Regions from separate parts of the Mus musculus genome. Here regions 1, 2, 3, 5, 6 and 7 are each linked to region 4. A link is a contact called in public ChIA-PET, Hi-C, HiChIP or PLAC-seq and promoter capture Hi-C data. All regions are on one chromosome and are shown on one strand. Each heading gives the region's core, a stretch centred on a gene start, on an enhancer-like site or on the middle of the called end of the contact. The rest is flanking DNA. Distances are from core to core; before and after follow the strand shown. Region 1 holds the start of Ptp4a3 (protein tyrosine phosphatase 4a3). Region 2 has its middle 110 kb from the start of Gm23217. Region 3 has its middle 12 kb from the start of Gm24390. Region 4 holds the start of Ago2 (argonaute RISC catalytic subunit 2). Region 5 has its middle 14 kb from the start of Gm24390. Region 6 overlaps Kcnk9 (potassium channel, subfamily K, member 9). Region 7 overlaps Trappc9 (trafficking protein particle complex 9).

Region 1 (4,008 bases), core at 1,072-3,571, 560 kb after region 4:
TTCCCAGCAACCACGTGGTGGTTCACAACCATCTATAGTGAGACCAGGTCCCGTTTTCTGGTGTGCAGACATACATGAAGGGAGAATACTGTATATATATATAAATCTCTTAAAAAACCACACATGTAGCTCATGGTGGACCTTCAGGGGTCAGAGGTCCCAAGTTTAGAAACCTGGTGGACTTCATGCACAATTACTTGGGCCCACTCTGTGCGCCAGTCGGCAGAAGTGACAGTTACAGCCTTTGATCTGCAGTGGTGTAGGCTGATGCCAGGCGTGAGGGTGCCCTCAGAGAGCGGGAGCCTGGGTCAGCAGATCACCACTGTGCTCCACAGGGCACTGTCAGGCTGAGCCTCGGTAGGGACGGCAGGAGCCTGCCTTCTGGAAACCCAGGTCTGTTTCCAGGTCACAGCCCATAGCATGCAGGGTGCTGGTACCACCTTGGAAGGTGGCTTCCCTCTCTAGCAGTGTGTCCTTTTATAGAGGTGGCCTTAGGCTCATCCCTGGCTAGCACTGATCCCAGGTGGCACAGGGCATCAGAGCAGATGGTCAATGCAGGTACCAGGAGTATGTCTGCCTACCTCCTGGGTCACCTTCTCTGGGAACCCTTCCCTGCCCACCCTGCCACCTGGGGCTCTCCTGTGGTCCCTATCCTGTGCATAGTTTCAGATGGCCCTTGAGGGACCAAGTTGGGGAAGTCCCTTAAAGCAAGAGGCAAAGGGGCAGCTGACATAGTGGCTCCTTCTTGGAAGGCATGGAGCTGCTCTTAGGGTGGCCTGGGTGTCCCCTCCTATGAAGTTCTCCCAGACCTCGAGGGCTGAGGTCTCGTGATAGGTTCTGGATGGCTCCCCAATCTGGACCTCTGCCTAGAACACCAGGTCATTTGTTCCTTCCATAAACAAGCGGGAGCTTCTTGGTGCCATGCCTGGGTGGGAGGTGGGGTATGGGTGGGGCCCAGTGCTAGGTTCCCCCTCCCTTTAAGGATGCCTTCCCTGGGCTGGGCACATAGCCAAGGGGGTTGGGGAGAGCCTGGGGTTAAGGAGCCTGTTTTGTGAGGGGTTGCACCCTTGGAACTGTGCGACACAGGGGTGTAAGAGCTTTGGATGAGTTCCGAGGGACTGGCGTGGGTGGAGCCTGCTAGGGTCTCCCCTCCTGGCCCCAGAGATGGGTTACTCTGGGAGGGCTCCAAGAAGGCTCTGGATGTGTTATATATAGACTTCTCCGAAAGGCTTGGGGCCCTGCCAGCTGTAGCAGGTGCCCCCAGGATTAGCTAGAGGCCCCAGCATGCTGGTGTGTGTGTGTGTGTGTGTGTGTGTGTGTGGTGTCACTTGGAGCCCCGGTTGCAGCCCTGGCTGGTGCAGCATCTCAGACGTTGCTGGGCCTGTCACTAACAAACCCTTTTCTAGACAACTGATGGGCCACCAGGGATGGTTTGATGTGCTTTCTCCTACCCACCTGGGATTGGGACCAGTAGGGTCTCTGGGGGAGGGCAAATCTCCAGTCATGGTCCAGCTACCTGGCTGGGTGACTTGGGGCATCTACTCAGTATCTGTTGTGTTGCTGGAGGCTGGTGCCTTGTGGAGGGTTCAGGATCTGCAGTCAGGATGGAAACTAGTGGAACAGCTGAGACCATGGGTCTGGTCAGCAACAATGCCGTTAACCTGCTGGATTTATAAGGGTGGCATATTCTGGGGATCTTAGGTGGCTGCCTAGCTTTCTGGGGGTGAGCCAGGATGGGGCTGCAATGGGATGCTCCAGCCTGGACGTTATCAGCCCTGCTTACCTGGGCCAGGGGGAGAATGGGGGATAGTAGGCTCTGCTGTGCAAGGTTGGCTAATGAGACTTCTCTCTGGGAGTATTAGGGGCATGCCCTCCCCTGGCTCAGGTCCAGCCTTTCAGGGATCATTCCTCTCCCCAGCACCAACTACTGATTGCAGGGCCAGGCCTCTGTCTGGGAGCCGGGCTTGGGCCAGGGTTCCCAGCAAGGCAAGGCCTCTGGGGATTCTGTGAGCTGGAACTCAAGCCCTGCACCAGAAGGCTCCCAGGGCGGTGCAGCCACTGGGGCAGGTGCGGACTGACATCTGTCTCCATTCTTGGGCGGGAGAGCACAGGGTTCCTGCCTGGGATGCCCTAGGACAGAACCAGGATTCCGTCTGGTCAGTGGAGCCCAGGAGACGATCCTGCTCAGGGGATGCCCTGGAAGACTTCAGGAGAGCTGGGTGGGTGTCAGTTCCCTTGGAGATGAGCCTGTGTAGAGTCGGCTCCCATCTCTTGTGTGACTCGAGTGTGCGTAGGTTCAGTGCCTCAGGTTCTTCAGCTGTAGTCTGGGAGTGGTGGCTCTTAAGGTGAAGTGTGGGCTAGTGCGGCTGAGCACACAGTAGCTGTTCAGTGTGCGCATATGAAGCTGGAGAGCTGGAAGGGTTCCTCCTGGCTTGTGGCCCCTCTGCAGAAGGAGGTCTCCTACCCAGCAGGATGCAGAGGGGATGGCAGGCGGGTCCGCGGTGGTCCTCTCCCTTCCTCCTTCCTCTTCCTCTGCTGGCCGCGCCTTTGTTTGCGTGCTATCTTTAGGCAGCAGGTGCGGGAGCCGCTGTGAGTCGGGTCGCCCGCCGGTCACCGCCCCCCCACGTGACGCCGGGCGCTATAAATAGCTGGGCGGCGGGCGGCGGGCATCCGCCCGGAGCCGGCGCCGCTGCGGAGGGCGCGCACGGGTCCCGGCCCGGCCGGCCGGCGCATGGAGGCGGCCGCACGCCTGCGGGCGCGGGTGAGCCGGGCTGCGGGCGGCGGGGACCCGGCCTCGAGGACGCTCCCGAACCCTAACCCTACTGGGATGGGCCCTGCACGGGATGGCGGCTCCCTGGCGGGCTGGGTGGGAAGTCCCGCTGAGGTCGGGGAGCTGTGTGCCCTCCCCACGCCCCACTACGGGTCCTTGGGGTCCCCAGCCCATCCACGGAGCAGTCTTGCCTGTCTTGACAGCACAGAGTCCTGAACTGTGACCCCTGACTCCTAAGTGTCACACAGGGTCCCATTTAGGTCCCTTCTGAAGCTAGATGCACTCCCACCCCACCACTTGAGGGTGTGGCTTCTGACTACCTCTGTGTCTTTTTTTCCCCCCTGGGGTTCAAGTGTTCCCGATTACTAGACTCGATGTTGAGAAAACCTGGGTGTCTGGACGGCCGGAGCTGGCCAGGGTCCAGAGAAGGTCCTTCCACGCCCCTCTGTCCCATGTCCTCCTCTGGCAAACAGGGACAAAAATGGGTCTTGAAAAACATGCCGGTCTGGGAGCAGCTGAGGGCTTAAGATACTGCTAGAGGAGGCTGGGCGGGGATAGAGAAGGGCCCAGGTCATAGTAGGGTCCTTAAGCACCAGGGGTGGGGAGGGTGTGGTGGCTTGACTGAGTGCCTGTTGAGGCAAGGTGAGCTCAGCTTCTGTTCACACCTAGAGCTGCTGGGATAGGGGTGTAGGTAGCCGGTGGGCCCACAAGCCTTGGCTCAGGCCTGCTAGAATGCAGTAGAGGTAGACCCCCCCACCCCCCCACCTTGTTCTCTGGTCTTCTTAACCCCATAGAAGTGATGTGTCCACCTGGGCATGGTGGCAGATGCCTTAAGTCCTAGCACTCAGGAGGCCCAGCCAGGTGGATCTCTGTGAGTCTGAGGTCAGCCTGGTCTACAAAGTGCGGTCCAGGAGGTAAGACAGGGACAGAGAAACACTGTCTCCAAAGGGGGTGAGCGGAGTGATGTGTCGGCAGAGGGGCTCCTTTTTGGGAGGGCAGCCACCATGTGGTTGAGCCTGGGTAGACTCAGGCATGCTGTGGGCATGCCCCTTTTTGCCCACACTTAGGGGTGTGGCCCAGACTGCAGTGAACTGTGCATGTATTATAAGATGCAGTTCAGCCTGGTGTCACCTATACATCTGGACCCCTGGCTCCATCCCCTCAGGCCTGGGGGGAGCATGATAGGCGGTTCAGGCTTCCTTTTCTCAGATGTTGCTTCTGTTGCCCCTGGAATCTTA
Region 2 (3,970 bases), core at 44-2,543, 820 kb before region 4:
GCAAACCCCCTGAGCACACCTTTTTACTCAAATTCAGCACACGAAATGTTTTTTTCTGCTTTGAGAAATATGCTTAAGGGCATCTTCTTAAGCCCCTACCCCAGGTGTTTCCCAATCACCGCTCTCTACCCACCTGCCCAATTAGCTTCAGGCCAGTCAGTTTCTGTCATGAGCTGAAATTGCCAGCTAGTCTACTAGCTTGCCTGAGATCGAAGCTCCTCGAGAAAGGAAATGCCAAAAGGGTAGAATTCACATATGTGTCCCGAGCTGGCTTCCCAGCATCCAGAAGAACACCTGGCATCTGGCACCATCCAAGAGCATCCGCTAAATCAGTGAATAAAGGAAATAAAAGAGAAAGAACGCTCTCTAAAGCTGTGGGTGTTTTTAATGTGTGCACATGTGTGTGCAGATGCACCTAAATGTGTGTGTGTGTGTGTGTGTGTGTGTGTGTGTGTGTGTGTGTGTGTGAATGCTCGCGTGCATGCATGCGAAGGCCACAGGTCAACCTTAGGTATCATGCCTCAGGTATGATCTACTGTGTATTATGAGACATGTGCTTGCATTGGCCAAGCAGGCTATGATTTCTTTTTGAGATGCAGTCTCTCATTGGCCAAGCAGGCTAGGCTGGCTGGCCAGAGAGCCCTTCTGTTGCTAAGGAGATCACCTCCTGTCAAAGAAGCTATTTCTGGTTTTCAATACCCCAGTGCCTGAAAATAGAGCTTCCTACAGAAAATGAATGTTATGTTAGAAGGTTTGCCTGTTTCTGGTTTTCCCTGGAGGATGGGAGAGTGGCTTCTTCAGGTTGATTAGAGCCCAGTGGGGTTCCTGTGGTATCTCTCTTCTCCCCACACAGTTATAACACCTCACATGGCAACCATTCTCTATGACCTCCTTCTTGAACTCAAGTTACCTTGACCAACACTTGCCTAGTCCAGTTAGTAAAGCAGTTCTTAAAAACTGGGACCGGTACGACTTGAAATGAGTCTAATCTAGCACCCCTACCAATCCATAATTATGTGCCCCTAGGTCACCTCCTTCTCCAGCCAGGGAAATGTTAGGGGCAACCTGGAGCTGGACCCAAGCTGCCAAAGCATGAAGCAGTAGAGTGAGAGCTGCCATCTGTGTCTTGCTGTGAGAGCCCCTGAGAGACATCTGGAGCCAGCACCTGTCTCCAAGCAGGACAGCTGGCCTGGTGCCCACTTAATCCATGGGATGGAGAACTCTCTTCTCTCCCAAGTACACAGGCAGGCAGGCAGGCAGGGGCACGTGAAACACGGTGGCAGCTTGAGCTTACTCTGGTTGGCATGTTGGAGCAGTGGGAGGTGCCATGTGGCACCAAGATTGTCTATCTCATGCCCTGGCTGGCATCCCTCAACCCCAAGGTTTAAGTCAGTCTGAATCATTGTCAGGATATATGGGGATCTCTGCCAAGGAGAAGGAAAGATGGTGAGCTCTGAGCCATGTTGGAGCCCAGAGAAACCAGGATCCACTGGGATAATGAAGAAGCCACTGGAGAGTGTTGACTCAACTCAGGAAAAGATCAGGGTGTGTAACCTTTGACTAAGGGACAAGTAAGGCTTTCTTAACAAATGCCAGGCAGAAAAGACAGCGAAGGGTAGATGAGCAGGCTTCTCAGGGCATAGCAGAGCATGGCTCCTCTAAAGATTCATGGAAGGTATACAATTTAAAATAGTTCTAGAGGCAAATAATTTTCTGCTCTCAGATACAAACAAATACACTACGCAAGGTAAGAAATGAACACATAGTCAAGAGTCTCAAAGATCTATCTTTAATTAAATTACCCTGTAAGGAATTTCCTTTTTAAGAAATATTTTTATTAATCTTTGGAGAATTTTATATTTTGATCATATTCACCTCTCAACTCCTCCCATGATCTTTTTTCTACTTCCATTCAATGTTGAGTCTTTTTCCCCCTTTGGAGTTCAATGTGTGCTACCTGTGTACAACTTGGGTATAGGGACAGTCACTGAAGTGTGGTCCTTACAGAAAGCAGATGCTCCCTCTCCCAGCAGCTATGAGTTACCAACATTTTCTTAACCAGGAGTGGGGTTTTTGTACCTACATCTCCATCTCATTGCTAGTATTCTGTCTACAGCTCTTGTGCATGTTGTTATAGTCCTGTGACATAACCTGTGCAACTGCCAATCACGTGTGGCTAAACAGATCCTAAGTCCTAAAAGAGAACATATTACTAATATTCAATAAATGGGCATAGTCTTGAACTGACTCCTAAGTGAGTTGTCACTGTATCTGTAGATTGGCTCGTCCCTTACCCCCTCAGCCCTCATCAGAGAAACTTCCTTTTGTAGTAGATGGTGATTAACAGGGACCCACAACTAGTCAAGAAGTAGAAAATAAGAAACTGCAGAATGCTTAGCTCTAAATAAGATTACCTTGGAAGAGAGGGCAGAAAAATAGCAAGAGCCAGAGGTGATAGATGTCTATAAAATAAAACAACACAAAACAATGCTCCTGTTAAGCATTTCTTAAGGTCACTTTCTGGTATGCACACACATACCCTATTTAATCCATTAAAGCATTCTTCTCTCAAAGGAGCAGCCATGGCTATGAAATGCCCTGACAAAGCTTAGAATAAATCAATGTAGCTCAGTTGAAAACAAAGTTATGGAACCTCAAAATACCACCTCCCCACAGATTAAAACCTGCCAAAACCTTATTGATGAACACAAAGCAGGTTTGAATAAACAGAGAAGGATAATGAGTTCCAGGCAGGCACATTCTGTGCTGGAGAATTAACTGTCAGTTTTCATCAAATTAAGTTAAGCTTCTACAACTCCAACCTATGTACCAATGTAAAGCTTCAAGAAGCATTTCTAAAAGTTTTTCTGAAAAAAAATGTTGAACACAGAGAAATAGCCAAAATAAGTTTTCAATAAACACACCAGGTATAATTTGTCCCTTGAAGCAACAAATGTAGTAGGCCTAAATAATTTAAATAATTTAAATACTATTCTGAAATTGTGTAGGAAGGCTGAACAAAACAGAAAACCTACAAACAGGTTGAAGCACAGAAAGTTTAATCATGTCAGATGTCGTATTTAAAATTAGCATGTTAGAAAAAGAATAGTGAATCAGGCGTCTTTGAAAAATTGGTAGGCTTTAGGTAAGTGTTAACTTGGATTCTCATCTAACACTATCTATGACCCATTGTAGAAACACTGTAAGTATTATGGTGAGGTACTTACAGAAATACCACAACAGAAAAGGTCTTATGTTTAAAAGAAAGTAGCAGGCTTTTAAAGGGAGATATATTTCAAACATTTAAAAGCATGTTTTCTTACTAGTGAAAGCTTTTTTTTTTTAAAGAAAGATTTATTTGTTTTATGTATATGAGTACTCTATCTGCCTATACATCTGCATGCCAGAAGAGGGCATCAGATCATATTATAGATGGTTGTGAGCCACCATGTGGTTGCTGGAAATTGAACGCATGGCCTCTGAAAGAGCAGTCAATGCTCTTACCTGATGAGTCATCTCTCCGACCCTACTAATGGAAGCTTTAATGGTGGACGCATCAGCAACAATGAAAAATTGCTGGCAAAAGGAAAAGTACAGAAGCAGCAGTTCCTTCAGGACATGTGGGAACTGTCCTATAGCGACAGTCACTGAAGGCATCAACAAGAAGACCCATAAAATGGGGTGAGGGTTGTCTTTCGTTTCCCGTTGCTGTTATGTATTAAACTTGACAGTAAGTTCTACTTCTCACGGTTTTTCAAGAGAATGTTAGGGGAGTACTTTGAAACATTGCAACTGGGAAGCAAACCTGGGGGGAAGAGCTGCAAATCCTAAAAGCACAAGAGACAGAGGAAGCCAAAGTAAATCAATGGACTAAATCCATCAGCCTAAGGAGATAATCAACGCAACAAAAAGGCAATTTATAGAGGATGTGATGGGTCCTTCTGACCAGGGTCCCCATTCAGAACACTCC
Region 3 (3,845 bases), core at 1,120-3,619, 680 kb before region 4:
AGTGTATTGTTTATTCATCTCCTCATATTTTATTTGATGTTATTATGTTTGTAGTTGTATTTAACTCTCCACCTTGCTGTCAAATGCCCCCCCCTTCCTTATATTTCTGATGATGGAATTCCCATTGGTACAGAGGGAGAACAGGAGCTAGGATGTCAAGTGACTTTCATTCAGTGGCATGCTACTATGGATCCCAGAGCTACCTCATCACCTTAGTCCCTTATATCCCTCAGTATAGAAAACTGCTCTCCCCTCTTCAGAACCACTCCCCTGCTATGTGAGTGGTGGATATATCTGGGAATATCATCGGCTGCATGTGCTTCTCTGGCTTACCTCAGACCATCACAACCCTGGTGAAAATATAAACCTTAATAGCCTTGAGAAGATGCATTGCCTGCTATGCTAGAAAGAATGTGGTAGAGGATAGGGTGCAAGGATTTCTGTTGCTTCTGTCACCATGGGAGGGGTCAGCTTGGGAATGGGAGAGGTAAGCTAAGAGTCCTTAAGTCCATCCACAGGAGCCTCTGGAAAGGGAGTGGCCTTTGATGAGTGGGGATGAGGGAAGAATTCACTTGTGTGAAGGGCTAAACATGACAACAGCAGTTGACGGTGTCGAGTGGAGTCCTTAGGAAGGTTTGGGTGAAAGGAATGAAGACAGGGGTGAGCTGCCTGGGTTCACAGGCCCCACAGCTCTGGTACACATACAAGGCCCAAGAATCTGGGTGCTTGGCCACTCAGGTGGCTGCCATTGTGTGAAGGAAGAGAAGACTGCTTTGGTCTCCAAAATATGAACACGGGAATCTTTACAAGCTCTGTGCAACAGGATAAATGAAAGCATCCATGCCTTGCCACCAACGTGCCCAGCCCTGGTCAGCTGCTTAAGGAAAGAAAGCCAGAACACAGTGGGAACATGCCAGAGACTTTAATTAAAAAAAAAAAAAAAATAGAAAAGTGCGATAGTTTACAATGCTATGATAGCAGGTGATTTTCCTCTAAAGACATGTAAAATATATACAGCTTGTTTACTGAATTTGTTACAAAAAGAAAATTAAAAAAAAAAAAAAAAAAGATGTAGTCCCTGCATGAGGTACATATTATACATGAGCTAGACAGCTAAGATGTGTAAACATTGGTGATACAGGTATGTTTGTTCAGTTTTTTCAGGTTAAGCTACATAATAAATACATCTGATATTCGCTTGATGGTTGTTGTGTTCTAAGGCCATTTGTGAAGGTGCTCTCTCCCGAAGGCAGAGCAGGCAGCGACGATGAATACAGGACACACACAGGAGTGCAGATGACTCTGGAGTTGGGCAGGGATCGCTGGTGTTGCCTCTTCTGGTGCAGGGTTCCGCTAAAGGCCTGCTCTCTGTGTTGGACCTGTCATGCAAATGTACCCACAAACCCTAGGACAAAAAGGTCGATTCCCACCAAGGCTCAGGATGCACAATGGCACCCTCCTGGACCGTGACACTGGCCAGAGAGTTCTTCAACCCCGTTTCCTGTGGAACTCTCCACGTCTTTATCACCCTTTCCGTGAGGGCATTCTAGCCAGCCTTTGGCAGCTTCACTTTTAGAACCAAACTTAGGTATTGCACTGTACCATACCACACGCACACACATACACACACAAAAAAAAAACCAATAATGTGATTCCCCCAAAACAATAAAAGAAACAAAGCACATAGATCCAAAGATACCAAGTGACTATGTATATATATGTTCTCTCTCTCTCTCTCTCTCTCTCTCTCTGTGTGTGTGTGTGTGTGTGTTTCTCTCTATATATATCTCTTTCTTTCTCTCTCTTTCTGTCTCTCCCTTTCTCTCTGTATGTCATTTTCTCCCTTAAACACACACAAACACACACACACACACACACAGTTACATGAAGGCCCACACTCCCTTGTCCCCACCCCCCCCACACACACCAGACCCTTCAATGAGCCCTGAATACATGCCAGTTATTTTAACAGAGATGTATTTGACACTAATTCAAGCTTCACGTCTATGCCAGGGATCACATGAGACAGGCATTTTGATTTTTGCTTTTCGGCTGGTTTTGTTGTCATGAGGTACACAGATACACACTGGGCTGAGGTTATGATTGTACAGATATGAGGGGGAATGGTCTACCATATCTTGACCTGTTGGGATAGGCTAAAAAGCCACCTTCACCACTTATCGACTGTGTGGTAAAACTTGGGTTCTTCATCTTTGACATCCCTTGTTCCTTCCCTTCTCTGTGTACTTGTAAACCTTTCTATCAGTATATGAGAAAATAACAAAATACCCCAGATTTCTCCCTGTGGGCCTGATCTGACTTCATATGCAAATTCTGCCCAGCGGGATTCACAGTGTCTGCCCCTCACTGCAGTGTTCATTTGGTTGGTGGAGGTTTCTGATAAGGCAGAAGATGGGCTGAGATGACCTCACAAGGGCCTTCCCAACCCAAAACCAGCTGTCAAAATGCTATTTGTGGCCTGAAGAAACAAATGTATAATTAGCCCTTTTCTGGGATATGTTCTTCTCTGAGGAGCCATCAAATTATAGAGAATCTTGTTAATTGTGGGTTCTGCCTCACTGGCTTCCCGCTCACTGCATTTTTCCTGTTTCGTTTGATTTTTATTTTTCTACCCAACTTCTAAAGTTCCAGCTTGAAGCAATGAAAACAATTGTCAAGGCATGCTCTAGTTCCTATCTCTGCTCCTTAAACCTACAGCAACTGCTCACACATCTTAGACAGCATTCGGTCCGCTGAGCTCACAGCCTCATGGGACCAGAGAGGGCGCTCCCCGTGGAGTGCCTCTCAAGATAGCTAGATACAGTTGCTGCATCTGGTCTGTGAGGGAAGTTGGAATCAGTAGGTGGATATCAGCCAGTACTGCACAGAAACTGTCCCCAGAACGGCAGCTCACATCTGGAACTCTGTCATGCTTTCTCGGTAAAATACAGTAAGGACCCTTTAGGAGAAGGGCTTTGGTTACTGTGGTGACCGTCCCATTCACATCTATGTCATTGTGTGGGTGGGCGGGGAGCCCACTGGGTGGATGATAACTGGGTAAAGGCAAGATTTTCAATAAGAAATTCACAATACAGCTCAACCTAAGAAAGGATAAGCCCCTAGGAAAGGGTAGTTGACCTGTTCTTAGGAACCTAGCCCATCTTGAAATGACTTGACCTTGCCTCTCCTCTGACTTCTACCACCAAAATGTCAGCAAAGAGTCTAGAGCGGGGTGACATGGGTTTCATCTCTTCTGTACCAGTGTGTATCTAAGAGATACCTGCTTCTGGCCTGGCCATTCCATCTTCTATAGAGGAAATGAGAAATGACTTGCCAAGGCCCTGTGACCCAACTGTATATAAGGAAGAAAGAGAAGGAAGGGCTGGCTCTTAGAAAGATGCCCAAAGGCCCCTCTCCCTACTCCCTAGCAAGCTGCAAAAGGCAAACCAACACTGTTTGCAGAGCCAAAGCTCTCCCTGAAGTTTACAAGACCCCCCTGTTACCCCACCCCACACCACAAATCATTCTTGCTCTCTTGATACCAAGTCTCCCCAGAATTGGATTGGAGCCTCCAAAGAGGTCAGGACTCAAGAGCAACGGGAAGCTACAAAGCCAAATGAACCAAGTTCACTCAGGGCTGTCCCTCTCCTCCCACATCCCTCCAGACCGTAAGCTAACCCCCTCTGGCAGAGCTCTTCAACATATTAGTTGTCTCCATGTTGAAGGTAGGGTGAGGGGAAGATCAAGCCCACACCTCCCACTATCCACCTTTGTGTCCCCACACAATTTCAGGCAAAACCAAGGTATCCTTAAAAGTCAGATTCTCAGCCCCATGTCCTAGAAGG
Region 4 (4,189 bases), core at 920-3,419:
GTAGTTAATTTACCTTCCCGAAACCACTAACCAACCCCAATAGCACAGGAAGGAAAAGAAAAAAACCCTATGAGGTTCTAAACCTTGGCCCCCAATGTTACTAACCTCACACATCTAACAGTATTTGTGACAGACACAATAAGAACCCACGGTGAATTCTATTTTTAAAGTTAATTTACTATTTACTTCCCATCAAGCTCAGAAACAGCAAAAGTCTGTCGCTTTTCTATAATTCAGATCCAATGGTCTTCCATTCTCCTAAACTTGGAAATATGATGGAGTCTCTTTGAAGAGATGGGGGCGGGGGGATTCCTTGTAAACAGAATTAAAAGCCTTGATATGTACAATAAAATGGAGCTGCACTCCAGGCTTGCAATTACAGACACTGGCCCACCTGAAACTTGAGTTCCTTCCCAGTCTGCCATTAGCCAAGAATTATCCTACAGGCATCTCTTTTCTCACCCAAGGCCTTCTTGGTTAGAGGGGACTGTCTCCCTCTTAGGCCACAATGCGGAGGCCCACGCAGCAGCCATCTTCAAAGCTGCCAGTGACCAAAATGAACCGGTTGCTACCGCATTCTCTCTTTTTTTTAAAGGCAACAAAGCTCCCCTTGCAGAACACACAGTAGGCTCTTACTTCCACCCTAGCAAAGAGCTCACTGGTCTAATCCACACCAAACCAGTACTTCCAACAGCGGGTCAAGGTCAAAGGGACTGGGAACCACTTCTAGAGGGGAGTGCTCAAACAGGTTGCCCTAATGCTTGCTGGCTCCCGGATGTTAAACCTCTCTGAGCCTCCACTGTCCAGCGTCTTCAAGAAAGACCCACTGTGGCAAGCTGAAGGGATCAATCAACACGCGAAATTGACGAAAGCCTGGCCTCGTCCCCGAGGAAGTCACTAGAAATTGACACATTGGGAAAACGTACAAATTTGGAGCTAAGATTTGCTGGGTTCCTCCACAGCGCTGAGCTGGGGGGTGGGGGTGGGGGGGGGGTTCCCAATCTGGCAGGAGGCTGCCGCTGGCCATTTCGCAGGGACCTCCAGGCCCCAACATCTGTCCCTAGGACCCGGGCACCTCCCAAGCGCAAGGTTAAAAGGGTCTTCAAATCGTTGGGAAGCCTTTTAACGCATTTACAAGTTGGTCAGTGGGCATTCGAGGAGCCCTGTGACATCAGGAGCGGAGGCGCACTAGGCTCCGGAGCAGGCACCATAGGGAACCCGGGAGGATCTGGGAGGCTTCCAGACCCCACAGTGAAGAAGTCTGGGGAGGCCCCAGGGCCGAACCACTAGGTCAGGTGGGCAGCAGGGAGGGCCCGCGGGCGCCAAGTACAGCCTGGCGGACAAAGGGGTGCAGGCTGAGCCCGAGCAAGCGGCGGGGCAGCCGGGAAATGGAGCCACGTGCCTGGCGGGAGAAGGCGAAAAAGCCTCCCCAACACTTGTTTTCTCAACCCCGCGAGTAAACCGCCCTCCGCTCGGCTCCAGGAGCGGGGTGGGGAAATGCGTCCGTGTTTTTAAGTTTTCTGGAACTTTTCCAGAGAAACGGGCACGCTGGTGGGAAAGGGGTGCCACGGCGGCCACCCGCTCCGCTAGGAAATCGCAGGGCGATTAGCACTTGAATGGGGAGGGCGGCTGCCCGGCGTGAAACTGCGTCCAAGCGACCGATCGCGGTCCCGGGGCCCCGTGGTTCGGTTCCCGACCCGTCCAGCTCCCCGCCCCAGGCCCGCCGTGCTGGGCCCCACAGCTATGCGCTCGGGAACGGCGGGAGGAGCGCTGCGGGAGGACGGAGACCCGTTGCAGGCCGAGCCTGGGCCCCCGCACACGTCCCGGTGGCGCTGCTCGGGTGCACTGGGCCTCCCGGCCCCGAGGCCCTGCCCGGCCGCCCCGAGGCTACGCCGCGGCCCCACAGGCCCCGCCGCCCTCGCCTGCCCCGCCCGCCAACCGCCAACCGCCGCGGCACGAGTGCCGGGCGCCGCGCGGACTCACCGGGGCCGGCTCCCGAGTACATGGTGGCGTTGCCGAGGGCCGCGGCCGAGGGCCGGCCGCGCGCTCCACGGGCCCCGACGCCGCGAGCCGCGAGGAGCCGCCGGCCGCTCGATCCGCCCCGGCGCGGCCGCCTCGCAGAACAGGTTTACCCGACGCGGCCGGGGCGGCGGGCGGAGGCGGCGGGAGCGGAGGGGGAGGGGAGCGGGAGGAGGGAGGGGAGGAGGAGGGGCGAGAGGGACGACGAGGGAGGGGACGGCGGGGAGGGAGGGAAGGAGGGGACAGCGGGGAGGGAGGAGGCGGGGAGGAGGGAAGGTGGCAGGGAGAGAGGGGGGCAGGGGAGGAGGCTGGAGGCGGCGCGCGCCGGCGGGATGGGGGGGGGGGGACTCGCTGTGGCGGCCCCCCGCGTGCTTGCCCTGAATGAGGGACCCCAGAAGCGACCCAGGGCACGCGAGCCGAGACCTTCCCTGCGGCCGAGCGAGGCGACGTCTGGTTTCCGGGCGCGGCCAGCCCGGCACTGCGACCAGAGTCGGAGTCCTCCCGCGCCGAGTGGCAGAGCCTCGGCCGCGTCCCGCCACGCACCCGCCCCTGCACCTCGGCCTGGCTCTTTAAGTTATTAACGAAACGGCGACGGGAAGCTAGCTCCCCACCCAGAGCTTGAACTTGGACGCGGCCAGACCCGTGCGCGTGACCACACCGCCACCTCCCGGCGCGACTCCACAACCTAGATAATCCTAGCAAAGCACCAAGGAAGCCCAGCAAGTTCAGGATTAAATTTTATCAGCTGTCAGGGAGCAGATCTGGTCGGGGCTTCCCGCTTTCTGGCCTCCGAGCCCCCAAGTTCTGCTCTGAGGCCTGCTAGACCAGCATGCTCTGTGCACGTATGTCCCTTCTTCACTTGTTGCTGGCGTGTGCTCCTAGTCCTGTCCAGCTGCCTCTGGAACCTTTCTATAGAAGAGGCGGGTGTGTCAGCTCCTGCCTCGCCCTGCAGGCTTTGCAATGTCTTCAAAGCCCATACTGAGAACCCAGGCCAAAGACAAACAGGGTCCTACTGCAGGGACCCCAGGATCGGGGTAGGCTCCATATTCTGTGTAGTGCTCAAAGATAGTCCCAGGAACAAGAAAAGCAGCTCTCCTTCCAATAAAGGAGGAGGAGGAGGAAACTAGACACAGCATTGCAGGGCTGCCATTCCAGCTAGCCAGAAGTCGAGGGAGGCGGATGGCAACCGTAAATCTAGTCTAGGATACATAGAAGAAAGACTTGCCCCCACCCCTCTCCCAAGTGATTGACACAAATGGGTAATCAATCATACCTAGCCCTTGCGGTACCAATACTTTGGTACTTTAGGGATGGAGACAGGATTTGCTGAACTCAGGAGTCATCTTGGCTCAGAACCAGTCAGGGTAACACAGAACTAATGGGGATGCGGTGAGGTGGGGGGGGGGGGGAGGTGGTGTTCGGCGGGAGGCGGTGTTAGACTTCACTCAGCAGTGGAGCACTGACGTTGGGTCTGCTCCCAGCACTGACATCCTACCCCCAAAGTCATGAAGTCGTTTTGGGGAACATGAAGTAGGTAAATTGCCAGGCATCAAGAAGCCCTGGGTTCAACGCCACCAAAAATATATATATATCTCTGCGCATGATTACACACGTGTTTCTGAGCACAGGGAAGCCTGGGTACTGTGGGCCTTGCTGCTCATCACAGGGATCACAGCGAAGATGGACACCGTGCGCGCTCCCTCTAGAGTGGAGTGAGAAAGACAGTAGAGTGTGTCTGCAGATGGGATCCAGTCAGTGTTGCTAAGTGCAGCGGTGTGCTTGGCCCTGAGCCAACAGGCCAACATCAGCCTGGCGGTGTGACTCCCATTATTGTGAGGGTTCCCATGCATCCAGCTCTGCTTCCAGAAGGCTGAGGCAGTATAGGAGTCCCTGCCTCTAAGGGAGGGAGGGAGGGAGAAGATCCCAAACAAGCAAAATTAAAGTAGCTCAGAGATGCCTAAAAACAGCTAAGTAGTAGCTACGGTGTCCGTCTAGCAGGAAGGGCCGTGTGGAGCAGCCCCTTGGATACCTGCGATTGCAGCATACCGTTCCAGGAGCCATGTTTCCCTCCGAGGCCCACAGAGCCTGCTTGACAGCGTAACACTAGGACCTGGGAGAAAAGCTGCAGGCTCTGCGGTAGGATGGAGGCTGGGAAACTTTTGTTTCCAGG
Region 5 (3,827 bases), core at 161-2,660, 710 kb before region 4:
AGATACAGAATCAGCCTACCTGTCAAGAGGAACATATAAAGGCAAAGTGCATATACACAATGGAGTTTTAGTCTGCCATAAAGAAGAATGAAATTGTATCATTTGTGGGAAAGTGGAGCCAGCACTATTAAGCAAAATAAATCAGATGCAGAAAGAAAAGCATTTTATGTCTTCTCTCAACCATGGGTGTAGGTTTTATGTAGATACATAAATTCAAATTCTTGCTCAGCCCAAATTCTGTCTATCTCGGTGAACTTTGATACAGTTAGCTTAATCCTTCTGAAGCCATGGGGCTTTGCTTGGAGGTTTGCACTTTTGCTGTTAATTGCATTTTTATGTACTTAGCCACAAGAAAGAAACTAGAAAACAATTCGTTTTCCAGCCTCTTTCATAGCCTATGTGTCCTGTTACCTGCATTCCACCCTTCTCATTACTTAACCTTACCTTCCTAAGGCTCCTTTCTAAGTGCTGTACAGTGCACACTTAACAGCTGTTTACATATGTGCATGAGCACATTGTAGGCCACAATCCAAATACAAGTGAGAACACGAAGATCTTTTTTTTTCTTTCTGAATTTGAGTGACCTCATTTAGTATTGCATATTCTAAGCCCATCAACGTAGCCCAATTTTAAAGACTTACATATCTATATAAGGAAAACACTTAAAATCCTCAAATAGGGGGCAGATGGTGTAAGGGTCCATGATTCACTGAAGAATGATAACCTAGTGGAAGTCCAGCATGCTGAGATCTCCCACTACCAAGATAGGCAATTAAGTGAGCTTACAGGCCTGATTTAAATCAAATTGGGGGAATTCTGGGGTAGCTGAAACAACCTTATCTTGCTCCATCTCTAAGGGGCATTCCAAAACCCTCACAGGGCAGGAAGGCTGGAATCTGCTGTTGAAGAATTCAGGGGTAGGTGGCCTCATCTTGCTCTATCTCTTAAGGACATTTCAGAGCTATTACTGGGGTGTGAGGGCTGGAAACTGCTGCTGACCTATTGTCCTCACTTCACACCAGGTTTCAGAACAGTTTCTGACTAGCTGCCTGAAGCCTGGGTTTTTAAGGCCTGAACTCCTGAACTGCCAATCTGCATCCTGTCCTGGAGTCAGCCTGTTTCATCAGTGGCCTGTGTGGGTTAGCACATGGCTGAAAGACAAGGGGCAAGAGATGCTCACTGTAGGAAAACAGGAACCACTCTGGTCTTACCACATAGGTAAGAACTTAAAAACAGGGAACTAGGCATTTAGAAACCAATAGGGAAGCTGGCAAATGTTGGGGGTACAGGTAGGTTGGGCATGGGGGCACACCAGGATTCAGACTTCCCTGCAGAGAATTCCAAAGTCACTGTTGCCCTCTAGGTCAGGAATAGCAGCTCTATGAAGGCATGTGACTAAGGAAGACAACAGCACCCTGCAGAGTCCTTGTTAAATCCAGATCCTCCAAAGCTGAGCCTCTGCTGCCTAATTCACTGAGGACAATGGCTTTTGTTTCCTGCCAAATCTTGCTACAGGGGTTGGGCCTAGACACGCATGCTACCACAAAGAGATTCTGTGGAAAATATAGCTTCTGGTAGAAGAAGGAAGGAGAAGCTGGAAGCCAATAATGCATGATTGTAACTGTTAATCCTGAGACTCCAAGTAAGAAAAACCAGTTCCACAATTTGGAGCCAAATTTGAAGTAAGCTTAAATTAAATACTGACCAGAAAAAAAAATTGGGCTCTGGTTAGGCCCACCCCTGGATTCCCAGTCTGAGGCCCTAAGTCACATTTATCAGGGCTTAAAAAGGCAAAACCCATAACTAACTGCATTTCTCATGCGGTCCAGTCAGGGGTAAACATACATCCTGATGTATTTCCTGCTTACGTGTGATCAAGCACATCTGGTACAGTAGAGTCAATCAAACAAACTTCTTTAGGAGAATGATCATGTGGCTTATTTCCCAAGAACTACAATTCCCAGCATTCCAGAAAGTTAACTCGCCCTAAGGCGTGTGGGGCTTAAAGGGTTAACTTAGGCTCTTACTTTATCCCAAAACTAGAGGGGCAGGGACAGGATGATTCCTGGTACTCCTTGACCTGCCAAATAAAGCTATTTGGCAAGCTCCAGACCAGCAAGAAACCCTGTCTCAAAATCTAAAAGGTGTATGACATCCTAAAGTAGGACATCCAAGAGTCTACTGGCCTCTATACACACGCATGCACACACATGCACACATGTACTTTTAAGCATATACACAGAGAGAAAAAATAGCATATGAGTTTTAAAAGAAGTGGCTTGAGTGGGGTTGATTGCAAGACACTTGCATAGCATGAGCAAGGTCCTAGATTCCCTACCCAGCATCATGGAAATAGAAGGAAGATAATTTTGTATTTTTGATATGCTTGTGTTTGCCACTCTACCCAAGCTTACTAAATTACTTTGCAACTCCATGACAGTTCATTTGAAGGTCCATAAGAGATTATCTGTGCAATTTGGTGACAGATTTTTTTTCATATCTAGTGAAGCAGACACTTTCCCCTTGAAGCATTTAAAATGGAGTAGTCCAACACGAAGGAGATGTTTTCACCAACTCCATTACTGTCACAACCCTTAGTGTCCCGAGGTTTACAAGTTGCTTGAGAAATGTACTGTTAAGCAAACTTCATTTCATGATGCAGCTTAAGAAGCATGGTCTTCATTGAATAGTAACATATATCTACAGCAGATCTCACAAGCATCTCTATTTTCTGTGTCCTTGCATTCAGGTTAAAGTACAGGATGTAAACCTGCATTCCCTATAATATCTCTTTTCTCCCAGCACCCAAGAGAATACATGGAAGTTACAAGACTGTCTGAGTTCCTTGATTTGTACTGGCTAGTTTTGTGTCAACTTGCCCCACTCCTGGTACCAACTTCTGTATTAGTTAGGGTTCTCTAGAGTCAAAGAACTTATGCATAGTCTCTTTAGAGTAAAGGAATTTATTGATGACTTACAGTCTGCAGTCCAATTCTGAACAATGGTTCAGTAAAGGAATTTATTGATGAAGTCCAATTCCCAACAATGATTCAGTAGTAGCTGTGAATGAAAGTCCAAGGATCTGACAGTTACTCAGTCCCACACGGCAAGCAGGCAAGGGAGCAAGAGCTGATGCAGAAGTCAACTTGACACAGCTGGAGTTATCACAGAGGAAGGAGCTTCTTTTGAGGAAATGCCTCCATGAGATTCAACTGTAAGGCATTTTCTCAATTAGTGATCAAGGGGGAAAGGCCCCTTGTGGGTGGGGCCATCTCTGGGCTGGTAGTCTTGGTTCTATAAGAGAGCAGGCTGAGCAAGCCAGGGGAAGCAAGCCAGTAAAGAACATCCCTCCATGGCCTCTGCATCAGCTCCTGCTTTTTGACCTGCTTGAGTTCCAGTCCTGACTTCCTTTAGTGATAAACAGCAATTTAGAAATGTAAGCCAAATAAACCCTTTCCTCCCCAACTTGCTTCTTGGTCATGATGTTTTGTCCAGGAATAGAAACCCTGACTAAGACAAATTGGTACCAGCAGAGTGGGGTATTCCTGTGACAACCTGACCATGTTTTGGGGAGGACTTTGGAACTTTGGGCTAGAAGATCCATTCGGTGTTAAGAGCTCTGTCCGATGTTGTGTAGGAGCTTGGAAGATAATGTTGAAAACAGTGCAGAAGATGGAGGCCTGGCTTATGAAATTTCAGAGGGAAAATTAAAGACTCTCTTCAGGGCCATTGCTATTTTGGAGTGTGATTATTCTGTGGTTCTGGTTAGCTGGGGCTGAAAAATCAGCTGTGATTAACAAGATACCAGAACTACTAAAGCAAAATCT
Region 6 (3,877 bases), core at 26-2,525, 660 kb before region 4:
AAATAGCCTCTCACCGCCCAGACACAAGGCTGGCTGGCTCTCCCCCACTCAAACCTGACTCTGCAGATTTCCCAAGCCCTGAGCTGGGTTGGGGGGACAAATGAAGCATAGGGTTTGGTGACTCCTAGCAGATCCAGGTGAGAGAATACCAAGGATGTCATGGCCTTGGGAGGGACAGAGCACTCAATCAAGAGATGCCCAATCCTGTGTTGGGGACTTTGTGATCATCTATATTTAAAAAAAAAATATCCTATGACAATTCCCCACACATTCTCATGTAAGTAAATTCAAAGAGAAATTTCTGGAGAAAAGGCTACATAGGCTAGAATGTAAGTAAATGCAGCAAATAGCTCTCCCCAATAGCTCACTTGTAGCTAGAGAAACATCCCCTCTCACACCCCACATCTCAAGGCTCTGCTAGTGAGAGTAGCCACCCTGGGTCACCAAGGAGGGGCTTTCCTGAGGAGAGGACAGCGTTCAGAGAAAGAACTGTGCCTACAGCAAGTGAAAGATAAATCAATGACATGGAACCTGGGAAAAGTCCCTGGAACCCTTTGAGTCTCAGTTTGCCCATCTACAGAATGGAACCAGGAAGGGGGAAAGGTGGGCAAATAAAGTGGGAATCAGAACTCTGCTTTGTCCTCAGCCCCACCCCCACCCCTAAGCTTCTCTGTGTCATACTTTTCATGAGGATGGCAAAGGAGGTTGGAGATGGTCCCTGGGTATAGGTGAATTAGCCTCACCTAGTGCCTAGGAGTGAGCTGAGCGGATAATAAATGCCAATAGGAGATGGGAGGGGTCTGCAGTTAGAGCATAGCAACCTCCAGCTGCGAACCCACTCCTCCTTGCTTCCTCCGAACTAACCCCTAATCTCAGATGTCACCAGCACCTCCATTTCTGGCCTTCACCATGCTAATCTCTCTGCTAAAGGGCCCCTCCCCCCTCTCTACTGGGGCATCTACTGTTCCCTTGCCATCTGTAGACAGGACCAGCCAGCAGCAGTCAGCTGAGTGAGCAGCTAGGAGTGCTGAATCTTGGCTGAGAACATCTCCTGCAGGAAGGTGTCCGCTACCTTACTGTCCCCTGGTCACAGGGACATGTGTGGACCACTAGCAGGTGCAGACTGGTCAGACTGGATGATAATCACCTGTCTGTCACATCAAGGAGTAGTATGTCTGTAGCAAAACCATTCCAAACTCTCTAGCTAGTCATTGGACAAGAAGTGAAACCAACAGGCAGCCCAGACAGAACTAAAAATCACACTCTAACATGATCTCAAAATAGACTCCAGCTCACAATCCCCATGGCAACGCCCTGGGTCTGAGGACTGTCTCTAAGGAAGGAGGACAGAAGGGTGTGGGACAGGGGAGGCCCCAGACTCTGAATACTCCATGCAAGAGTCCCATTGCCCACAGCTGGCACACAGACAGAGAGGGGCCTGTGGGGTCTCAAGTGCCACTGAAAGGGAGCAAGAGTGGAGAAAAAGCTTGGTGAGTCCAGGGACTGGCGAGCCCCCTGCATTGTAAGGGACATGACACTGGGAAGGGATTTGAACTGTAGCATATGGATCCTCCTCATCTTTAGGGTCTCCACAATGCTATGTCTAACAAATCCCAGTCTAACCCACTCACCACTAGCTAAGTCCGTTCAGACTAGGATGAGGCCAGCAAGTCTTCCTAGGCACTTAGGTTTGAAGACATAATTATCCACCCAGCGCAGGTTCAAAACATCACCTGGCAGACAGAAGGCAGCCTTGGTCTTGCTTATAGTGCCTTTGGGAGGTGAGATGTCAACTCTGTCTTTGTCTCTAACTTGTCTGCTCTTGGCCTCGGCCTTCTAGGCTCCAGAATTGCAGTAAATAAACTGCTGTTATTTATAAGCTTGTTACTATAGCTTGAACTAAGCTCCCCCACACTGAGGCTTCACCTTCCAAAGTTTATCCCTGCTTGAAAGCATATATCTCTTGCCTGCTCACTTACTGGCCTTTCTAATAACTAACTACCCTACAATGTCACAGCTGTATGGAAGAAGTGAGTGTCATCACTTGCTAACACCAGACCCTCCCAGACACAGACCCTTCCCCATCAACCTCTTCCTTTGAGGCACCTGGTCTCATCCCATGACTACAGGGACCTGGGAGTTGTGCCTGAGACTGGCAGGAACTGGCACCCTCTCTTCCTGCTGGCAGTGCCTCTGCCTAGACCAGCCAAGAACTCATGCACAGCATTGGACAGCAGTGGTGGGAAGCAGGGGCCTAAAGTTGCAATGCCTGCACCCTTAGTGTGTCAAAGAGTCAGGTAGCCTAGCTGTGGCCAAGAGCTCTATGGCCAGATCATAGAGCGCCCTGTATGGTCTCCTGCTCAACTTCCCATTGCCCTGATTTAGCAGGTAACAATTCTGAAGGCTTGTGAGTCCCACAGCATACCTTGGATGGGACATGAGACAGTCCTGTGCTGGAGGAGAGGCAGCAAGCAAGGCCTCCATCACCCCAAGCATAGTTCTGACATCCATGGCTGTTTCACTACTTTTGAAGCTGCAGCATATACCACTGCAGGCAATAATGTGAATACTAAAGAGCCATGTACTGTCTGTCTCCCTGGCTCTGACCCAGAGCCCCAGCCAAGTGCCTCATCCACTGTCTCATCAGATCTCACAGAGTCTCTGGGAAGCAGCCATTTCTACCCACTTTACAGGTGGAAACACTGAGTATGGACAATAGTAGGGAAGAAAAGGGGAAGATGTGACAGGTAGTCTGTACATACCATAAGTTTGGACCTGCCTCTGAAGATTTCCTTATGGCCCTGAAGGTTTATTTGGAACCGAAGTCAAGGTTAGTGGTAGAGGAAGTTTGCCCCCAAGCAGAGGGCACATAATACAGAGCCACTGAATGCCTTCTGCCCTCAGATCCAGAAATTAGGGTCGGCCTCTCTAGAAACCCCACAGAGTCAATGGCCCATGGTGGTGAGGTCCCCAGCAACCCATAGTGCTGCCCTATCCATGTAGATTTCTCCTATTGGCAAAGATGCCAGCACAGTGACCCCAGGATTGAACTGACAGATGGACAGCTAAGAACGGGGACAGTTAGCACTGTGCCAAAAGCTCAGAAATACGAGCCATGGGAGGGAGGGGGGAAGGGATACTTTCCTAGGGCATCTCCTTCTGAAAGTTCCAACAGAACCTGGGAAGCCAGCAGGCATCCTGGACCATACAGAAAGTCAGAGGGGCACAGGATGATCTCAAGCCCATGGGAAGCAGACAACCTCCTGGTAGACCACCCACCACTTCTTGTGAACACCTGCTGTTCGGATTCGTGGGCTGCTGTTTTTCAAGATTTGCTTTTTTTGAAAGACCCAGAGAATATTCTCGAACAGTTAAATATAGCTCTCGTGAAAGCTGTCCCATTTACATGCCTATGTTCATTCAACAAACATTCTCTGAGGGCCTGCTTGGTGCTAGACACTGGCGGGCGGACAACTCAGCCACGGGCAGGTAACAACATGGTCCCTGGCCAGAGGTCCTGGGGGCAGTGCACAAAATCTGGCTTGGGAAAAAACTGATATGACACAGGTTGACAGGTGCTTAGCTGGCCAGAGCCCCGAGGCTACAGAGACAGGAGAAGCATCTAACAGCCAGAGAGGGATGCACAGAGAAGGAATGTTGAGTGTTGAGGGAGTCCACCATAGCCCATGACTTGGTCTGCATGGAGCAGGGGGTGAAATGAGAGTCAAGGCTACATCTCAGCAAGAGTTTGGACTTCAAAGGCCATGGTAATCATTTATGTGGTTCACAAAGAGGCAATGATGGCTCTCAAACAAGGCACTGACTTAATGTATATTAATACCAGCCTTGAGCCACCACAAATGCATGCAACTGGGAG
Region 7 (4,098 bases), core at 1,328-3,827, 560 kb before region 4:
ACCAGTCTTCCTCCTCATGATGAATAACACACAGCCAGCCAACCACCCATGGGGCCACCCACAGTCACCTGCAATAGTGCAAAGGTTGTCAGGTTCCAATCCATGCTGTAGCCTGGCAAGCTGCTTACTGCTTTGAACTTGTGTCCTACTGGTACGCAAATGATGAGGCCCAGAGCATTGATGAATACTGTGGTCAGCCCACAGCGGCCTTCCCAACCCCCTCCTGCCTGATGCCCCAATTCAGTCCTTCCCTGGTAGCTGGTTTATATACTAGCATACACTGGAGGAGGGAGGGTGGTGGGTTAATTCTAAAATTTAACTTGCTTTCCTTTTCCCACAGGGAGAAAGAGTGGGAACAGGTTTCTAAAAATAGGCTGGCCTGTCAAAACTGTTAAGGATCAGGCAGGGCGAAGACGCTGCTGGGGGGAGAGAGAGAGCAGTGGGGCTGCTGTGGAGGGCTCCATGCAGGACCTTCCCCAGGCCACAGCCCTGGGGCTCGTGCCCCTGGCACGGCCAGTCAGGACAGCCTGCTGTCCTATGGGCACAGCGACCAGCTGGGTGATGCTGTCGGAGCGTGGTACGGGGACTGCAAATGGCTGCTGATGGCCACTGTCACAGCAGAAGGATGGAAGGCTGCTCTATGTCAGATGCTGCCCTGGGTGTGCTTTTTTTCTCCTACCCCCCTCCTCACAGCTATGCAGGGATGAAGTCACCATAGCTCCACCATCAGGTGACAAAGAAGGGCTTAGAAAGGAGTCTCTCCAGGCATCCAGCTAGACCATGAGCAAGTCAGGCTGCGAGCCTAGTTCCTCTAAGGCTGTCATGGAGCTCCCCAGGTACTGCTTGTGTGTGTTGTCAGTCCCTCCTGAAGAGCCCGAGGGTTGTGTCAGACCAGGACTCTACTCACAACCTGTTTTCCTCTCCAAGTAAAGACGACTCTTCAGGATGGAAGAAGAGATGTGGGGGTGGGGCAGGCCAGGGGGAAGAGGGAAGTTTCAAAGTCACAGTTACAGGAGAAGCCCCAGCACACACAAATCAACTCAGCAGAACCCGTAAGTCAAACTAACCGCCCAAGCCATCTTTCCTTCCTGGGGTCAGAGTCCAGCTAGAGGCCCTATGCAGATATTCTACAGGTTACACCAGGTCCGGGCATCTTGTTTTTGAAAAACCCAAACACAGGCTGAAGAGATGGTGTGGCAGCTAACGCATACTTGATATGCAAGTGTAAGGATCGGAGTTCGGATCTCTAACATCCACATAACAGCTGGATGTGACGTGCCTGTAACTCCAGCTCTAAAGGGCTAGAGACAGGTGCATCCTTGAGCTTACATGGTCAGCATGGTGGAAATGGTGAGCTCAAGGTTCGCTGAGAGACCTGTCTCAGACAATAGGATAGAGAGCAATAGAGGGCACGCATATCAATCTCTGATTTCTACATGTGCACACACAGGTGAATAGACAGACAACACATGTGCACCCCAGGGAAATAGAAATAAAGACTCAAACACTAAGCACTCAGTTCGTCTGGAGAAACACTGAATGCATAAGACATAAACGAATTGCAGAGTGAAGAGACACAGCTGAAAATCAGCACACAGGTTGATCTGCATATCTGCAAAGTGTGCAAGAGGTCCCAGAAATACCAGGCTGGATCTTTTTGGATAAAAACTCATGGGTCCCTTCCAAAGGAGTCAGCAGCCTTCCCTTTCATCTTCACAGGGTACCCAAACAAGAGTCTGGACTCCCTGTCTAGTGAGAGGTGTGGCCCACATCTGCCCAAGCTGTATGGAACAAGAAGTGGGGAGGGACTCTGCTCTTAGATCCCTAAGCCTGCCCCAAGCTCTGAGTTGCCTTTGAGGTGCTGTGGGCCATGGGTGACATCATAGGGACAGAGACACAGCCTAGGCCGGGCATACTGCCCGTCTACTCAATTACCACTAGTTACCACAGTGGACTCAGCACACCTGTCTTCATATGTGTGGTCGGATGCAGCCTCAGCATGCCCAGGTGACATACTTCTCAACTCTACAACAGGGAGGGCGGTGCCTTGGGGACTTCCTCAGTGTCCCTCACTTCAGACTCATCAGCCACAGAAAGCTGGATCTTCTGTTCAGCTCTGAGCTGGAATCCACGGCCACTGCTGCTCATACGACTGGCAGGGATTAGGGCTGGATATTCTGGAGTCTGAGTGCCCAGACCCCTTCTTTGAGCCGTCTACAAGCTCTGGCTCTCAGCTCTTTCATCTCCGAAGCTAGGATGAAGGATAAGGACACCTGAGACTCTGGAAGCAGGCAGATGCAGAGAGCAGGAAGGCTGGCACAACCGAGAGAGCACTGTCACCGAGGGGAGAGAAACAGTCGCCATCCTGAGCTGAGTCCTATCAGCCAGCACACTGTCTTCACTACCCTCCTTTGGAAACCAGTAATCAGATTAGGGGGAGCCTGCTGCCTGCCGCCTTCTTCCCACTGCTCTCAACCTGTGGGGAGGACATTTGGAGTGGGTTCACTCCTCTCAGTAATAGAGTTATTTGGGGCCTAGCTGGGCTGGAGAACATTATTACCACGTGTCACTGTCCAACTGGTACAGCAGGTGTCTGCTGATGCATCTGTGGAAAACACCCAAGGCACAATCTCTGCATCAGGATACACGCATGGGCAAGGACACCAAGGAAATTGAATCTTACTGCAAATTAATGGCGTTAATGCCCATTATTAGGCCTCGAAAACAGTCTATTTTCTGAAAGATAAGCTTAGCCCTGTTTGAACAGGAACTTGAGCACTCTGCTAATGCTAATGCCAACCGGCTTGTCTCTGCTAATCAGATTCTGAAGTTCTGAGCCTATCGATCGCCGACGTTTTCCACAAAATGATTGGAGGCCATGAAGGTGTTTTGCTTCCCAGCAAGGCGGACCATGGTGAGGGCATGTGAGCCTGTGGCCCCACTGTGTCTTTGCTTATGCCATGTTTTATCAGTCACCCATGGGTGCCACCCTAGGCTGGGTGCACAAAGAATCCTGAATAGAGGCCCCGGTTTCTCTGGGCTGTACTGGCTTTTGGAAGAGAGCTGTCGCTTAGAGATGCCTGCAAGGTGAGTGTATGGGATTGCTCTAAATACCACTGTCCTTGTTCTCAGAAGCAGCAACTGCTCTCCTCTCCTCCTCTTCCCCTTCTCCAAAGCACACCAAGCCAGGAGGCTTCAGAAGCCTCAGGGTTCATGTGACTTCCAGTTTAAGGGGCTAGTGCATGGCTCAATCAGGGCATCTTGGATCCTGGAAGAAAGCCCCGCCTATGCTGTGAATCACCTGTTGCCAGCCCACTGCACCTCCCTAAGATGCAAGGAGCTCCTCTGTAAACCCAAGGTAGGATATCACTCAGAGTACAGAGTCAAGAACTAGCATTGTTCTTGACTTTTAAGTGCCGAGAAGTTTGATGCCATAGCCAGCATGGTCCTTTCAATGCCCTAGAAGGAAAGGAGGTATTTGCAGGGACAGTGGCAGGTTCAGAAGTTCACTTTGCCCAGCAGACTCATTTCTATTCCACCTGAGACTCAGAGAAACGAGCACCAGGCCCCATTCTCGCCCGGGCTATGGTGGGGTTAAGAGAAGGCCTCAAGTGTCTGGATCAGTGCTGATCATATCTCCCTTGGTGAGGTCTGCAGACTGTTCTGACCTGATTTACCCAGCTATCACCTTGCAAGTGGGGGGGGGGGCAGTGTTGAGAAGCCACTCCTGGCCTGCAGGCAGCCTCGTGCTCATCATAGATATAGAGACCTCCAAATAGTACCCATGAGGTGGCCAGATGGTGTCCTGGGACCCTCTAGCCTCTGCAGCCTGGCCTTCCATGCTCCAAACACAGCCTTTCCCAGGAGCCCCAGGTGGCTTAATTGCTAGGCAATGTAGCTGATTGGATCTGTAATCAAAGCAGGCCAGGGAGAGCTGCTAGGGGCAGCAGGAGTTGATTCATCAGGAAGTGGGTATTCTGATGAGCACTTAAGCCCAACACTCTGCATCAGAAGGCACCCAGTGATCTGAAAAGCCACCCACAAGCCAACCTGGCATCCCAAAGTCCACAATTAAAGTGCTGTGGAAGGTAGTAAGAG

What was found. Promoter capture Hi-C pulls out the DNA fragments that hold promoters and counts their contacts. Hi-C and Micro-C count contacts between places; a contact is called where the count stands out from the background. ChIA-PET counts read pairs in DNA pulled down with a chosen protein or histone mark. HiChIP or PLAC-seq counts read pairs in DNA pulled down with a chosen protein or histone mark.
Region 1: a contact with region 4 is called in an RNA polymerase II ChIA-PET map of memory CD8 T cells, with 34 read pairs. The contact joins the promoter of Ptp4a3 here to the promoter of Ago2 in region 4. A contact is called at or near these places in 4 of 484 Hi-C or Micro-C datasets (CD4 T cells, CD8 T cells, erythroblasts and 1 more) and 1 of 115 datasets of contacts at active chromatin or transcription factors (memory CD8 T cells).
Region 2: a Hi-C map of cerebellum shows a contact between it and region 4, with 2.2 times the contacts expected there. The contact joins the enhancer-like site here to the promoter of Ago2 in region 4. A contact is called at or near these places in 2 of 39 promoter capture datasets (cranial neural crest and hippocampal neurons), 2 of 484 Hi-C or Micro-C datasets (the N1E-115 cell line and cerebellum), 2 of 115 datasets of contacts at active chromatin or transcription factors (embryonic forebrain and pro-B cells) and 1 of 9 other capture datasets (embryonic stem cells).
Region 3: a contact with region 4 is called in a Hi-C map of pre-B cells, with 4 times the contacts expected there. The contact joins the enhancer-like site here to the promoter of Ago2 in region 4. A contact is called at or near these places in 14 of 39 promoter capture datasets (the 3T3-L1 cell line, the HPC-7 cell line, HPC-7-derived erythroid cells and 7 more), 6 of 15 datasets of contacts at CTCF or cohesin (the NIH/3T3 cell line, embryonic stem cells, large pre-B cells and 2 more), 17 of 484 Hi-C or Micro-C datasets (B cells, the Ba/F3 cell line, the G1E-ER4 cell line and 7 more), 13 of 115 datasets of contacts at active chromatin or transcription factors (T-cell acute lymphoblastic leukemia, astrocytes, embryonic forebrain and 5 more) and 1 of 9 other capture datasets (embryonic stem cells).
Region 5: an H3K27ac HiChIP or PLAC-seq map of embryonic stem cells shows a contact between it and region 4, with 4 times the contacts expected there. The contact joins the enhancer-like site here to the promoter of Ago2 in region 4. A contact is called at or near these places in 3 of 39 promoter capture datasets (HPC-7-derived erythroid cells, hippocampal neurons and pre-B cells), 1 of 484 Hi-C or Micro-C datasets (embryonic stem cells) and 3 of 115 datasets of contacts at active chromatin or transcription factors (T-cell acute lymphoblastic leukemia and embryonic stem cells).
Region 6: a promoter capture Hi-C map of hippocampal neurons shows a contact between it and region 4, with 5 times the contacts expected there. The contact joins the enhancer-like site here to the promoter of Ago2 in region 4. A contact is called at or near these places in 15 of 39 promoter capture datasets (the 3T3-L1 cell line, the HPC-7 cell line, HPC-7-derived erythroid cells and 7 more), 6 of 15 datasets of contacts at CTCF or cohesin (the NIH/3T3 cell line, embryonic stem cells, large pre-B cells and 2 more), 22 of 484 Hi-C or Micro-C datasets (B cells, the Ba/F3 cell line, the G1E-ER4 cell line and 11 more), 13 of 115 datasets of contacts at active chromatin or transcription factors (T-cell acute lymphoblastic leukemia, astrocytes, embryonic forebrain and 5 more) and 1 of 9 other capture datasets (embryonic stem cells).
Region 7: a contact with region 4 is called in a Hi-C map of the N1E-115 cell line, with 5 times the contacts expected there. The contact joins the enhancer-like site here to the promoter of Ago2 in region 4. A contact is called at or near these places in 9 of 39 promoter capture datasets (the 3T3-L1 cell line, embryonic stem cells, hippocampal neurons and 4 more), 7 of 484 Hi-C or Micro-C datasets (the N1E-115 cell line, the P5424 cell line, embryonic stem cells and 4 more), 6 of 115 datasets of contacts at active chromatin or transcription factors (T-cell acute lymphoblastic leukemia, bone marrow-derived macrophages, embryonic stem cells and 2 more) and 1 of 9 other capture datasets (embryonic stem cells).

What each region holds. Positions count from the first base shown.
Region 1 is chr15:73,745,705-73,749,712 of GRCm38.p6, forward strand. Ptp4a3 (protein tyrosine phosphatase 4a3) reads left to right here and starts at 2,322. Exons shown (of 6, transcript NM_008975.3): 1 at 2,322-2,761.
Region 2 is chr15:72,359,583-72,363,552 of GRCm38.p6, forward strand. No RefSeq gene overlaps it. Among named protein-coding and RNA genes, the nearest start is that of Gm23217, 110 kb to the left of the region's middle. Within about 2 kb of position 1,294, at least 20 of the 459 cell types and tissues checked have an H3K27ac peak or open chromatin away from gene starts, as enhancers often do. A contact at or near this core is called in cerebellum and hippocampal neurons, where this site is marked.
Region 3 is chr15:72,500,967-72,504,811 of GRCm38.p6, forward strand. It overlaps a transcript of Kcnk9 not described here. Among named protein-coding and RNA genes, the nearest start is that of Gm24390, 12 kb to the left of the region's middle. Within about 2 kb of position 2,370, at least 8 of the 459 cell types and tissues checked have an H3K27ac peak or open chromatin away from gene starts, as enhancers often do. A contact at or near this core is called in pre-B cells, where this site is marked.
Region 4 is chr15:73,182,778-73,186,966 of GRCm38.p6, forward strand. Ago2 (argonaute RISC catalytic subunit 2) reads right to left here and starts at 2,170. Exons shown (of 19, transcript NM_153178.4): 1 at 1,984-2,170. The coding sequence starts at 2,005.
Region 5 is chr15:72,475,486-72,479,312 of GRCm38.p6, forward strand. No RefSeq gene overlaps it. Among named protein-coding and RNA genes, the nearest start is that of Gm24390, 14 kb to the right of the region's middle. Within about 2 kb of position 1,411, at least 18 of the 459 cell types and tissues checked have an H3K27ac peak or open chromatin away from gene starts, as enhancers often do. A contact at or near this core is called in embryonic stem cells, where this site is marked.
Region 6 is chr15:72,527,491-72,531,367 of GRCm38.p6, forward strand. All of the region lies in intron 1 of Kcnk9 (potassium channel, subfamily K, member 9), which reads right to left. Among named protein-coding and RNA genes, the nearest start is that of Kcnk9, 18 kb to the right of the region's middle. Within about 2 kb of position 1,276, at least 22 of the 459 cell types and tissues checked have an H3K27ac peak or open chromatin away from gene starts, as enhancers often do. A contact at or near this core is called in cerebellum, cerebral cortex, cortical neurons and 1 more, where this site is marked.
Region 7 is chr15:72,625,799-72,629,896 of GRCm38.p6, forward strand. The region is part of intron 20 of Trappc9 (trafficking protein particle complex 9); the gene reads right to left. Among named protein-coding and RNA genes, the nearest start is that of Kcnk9, 80 kb to the left of the region's middle. Within about 2 kb of position 2,578, at least 9 of the 459 cell types and tissues checked have an H3K27ac peak or open chromatin away from gene starts, as enhancers often do. A contact at or near this core is called in the N1E-115 cell line, hippocampal neurons and rod photoreceptor, where this site is marked.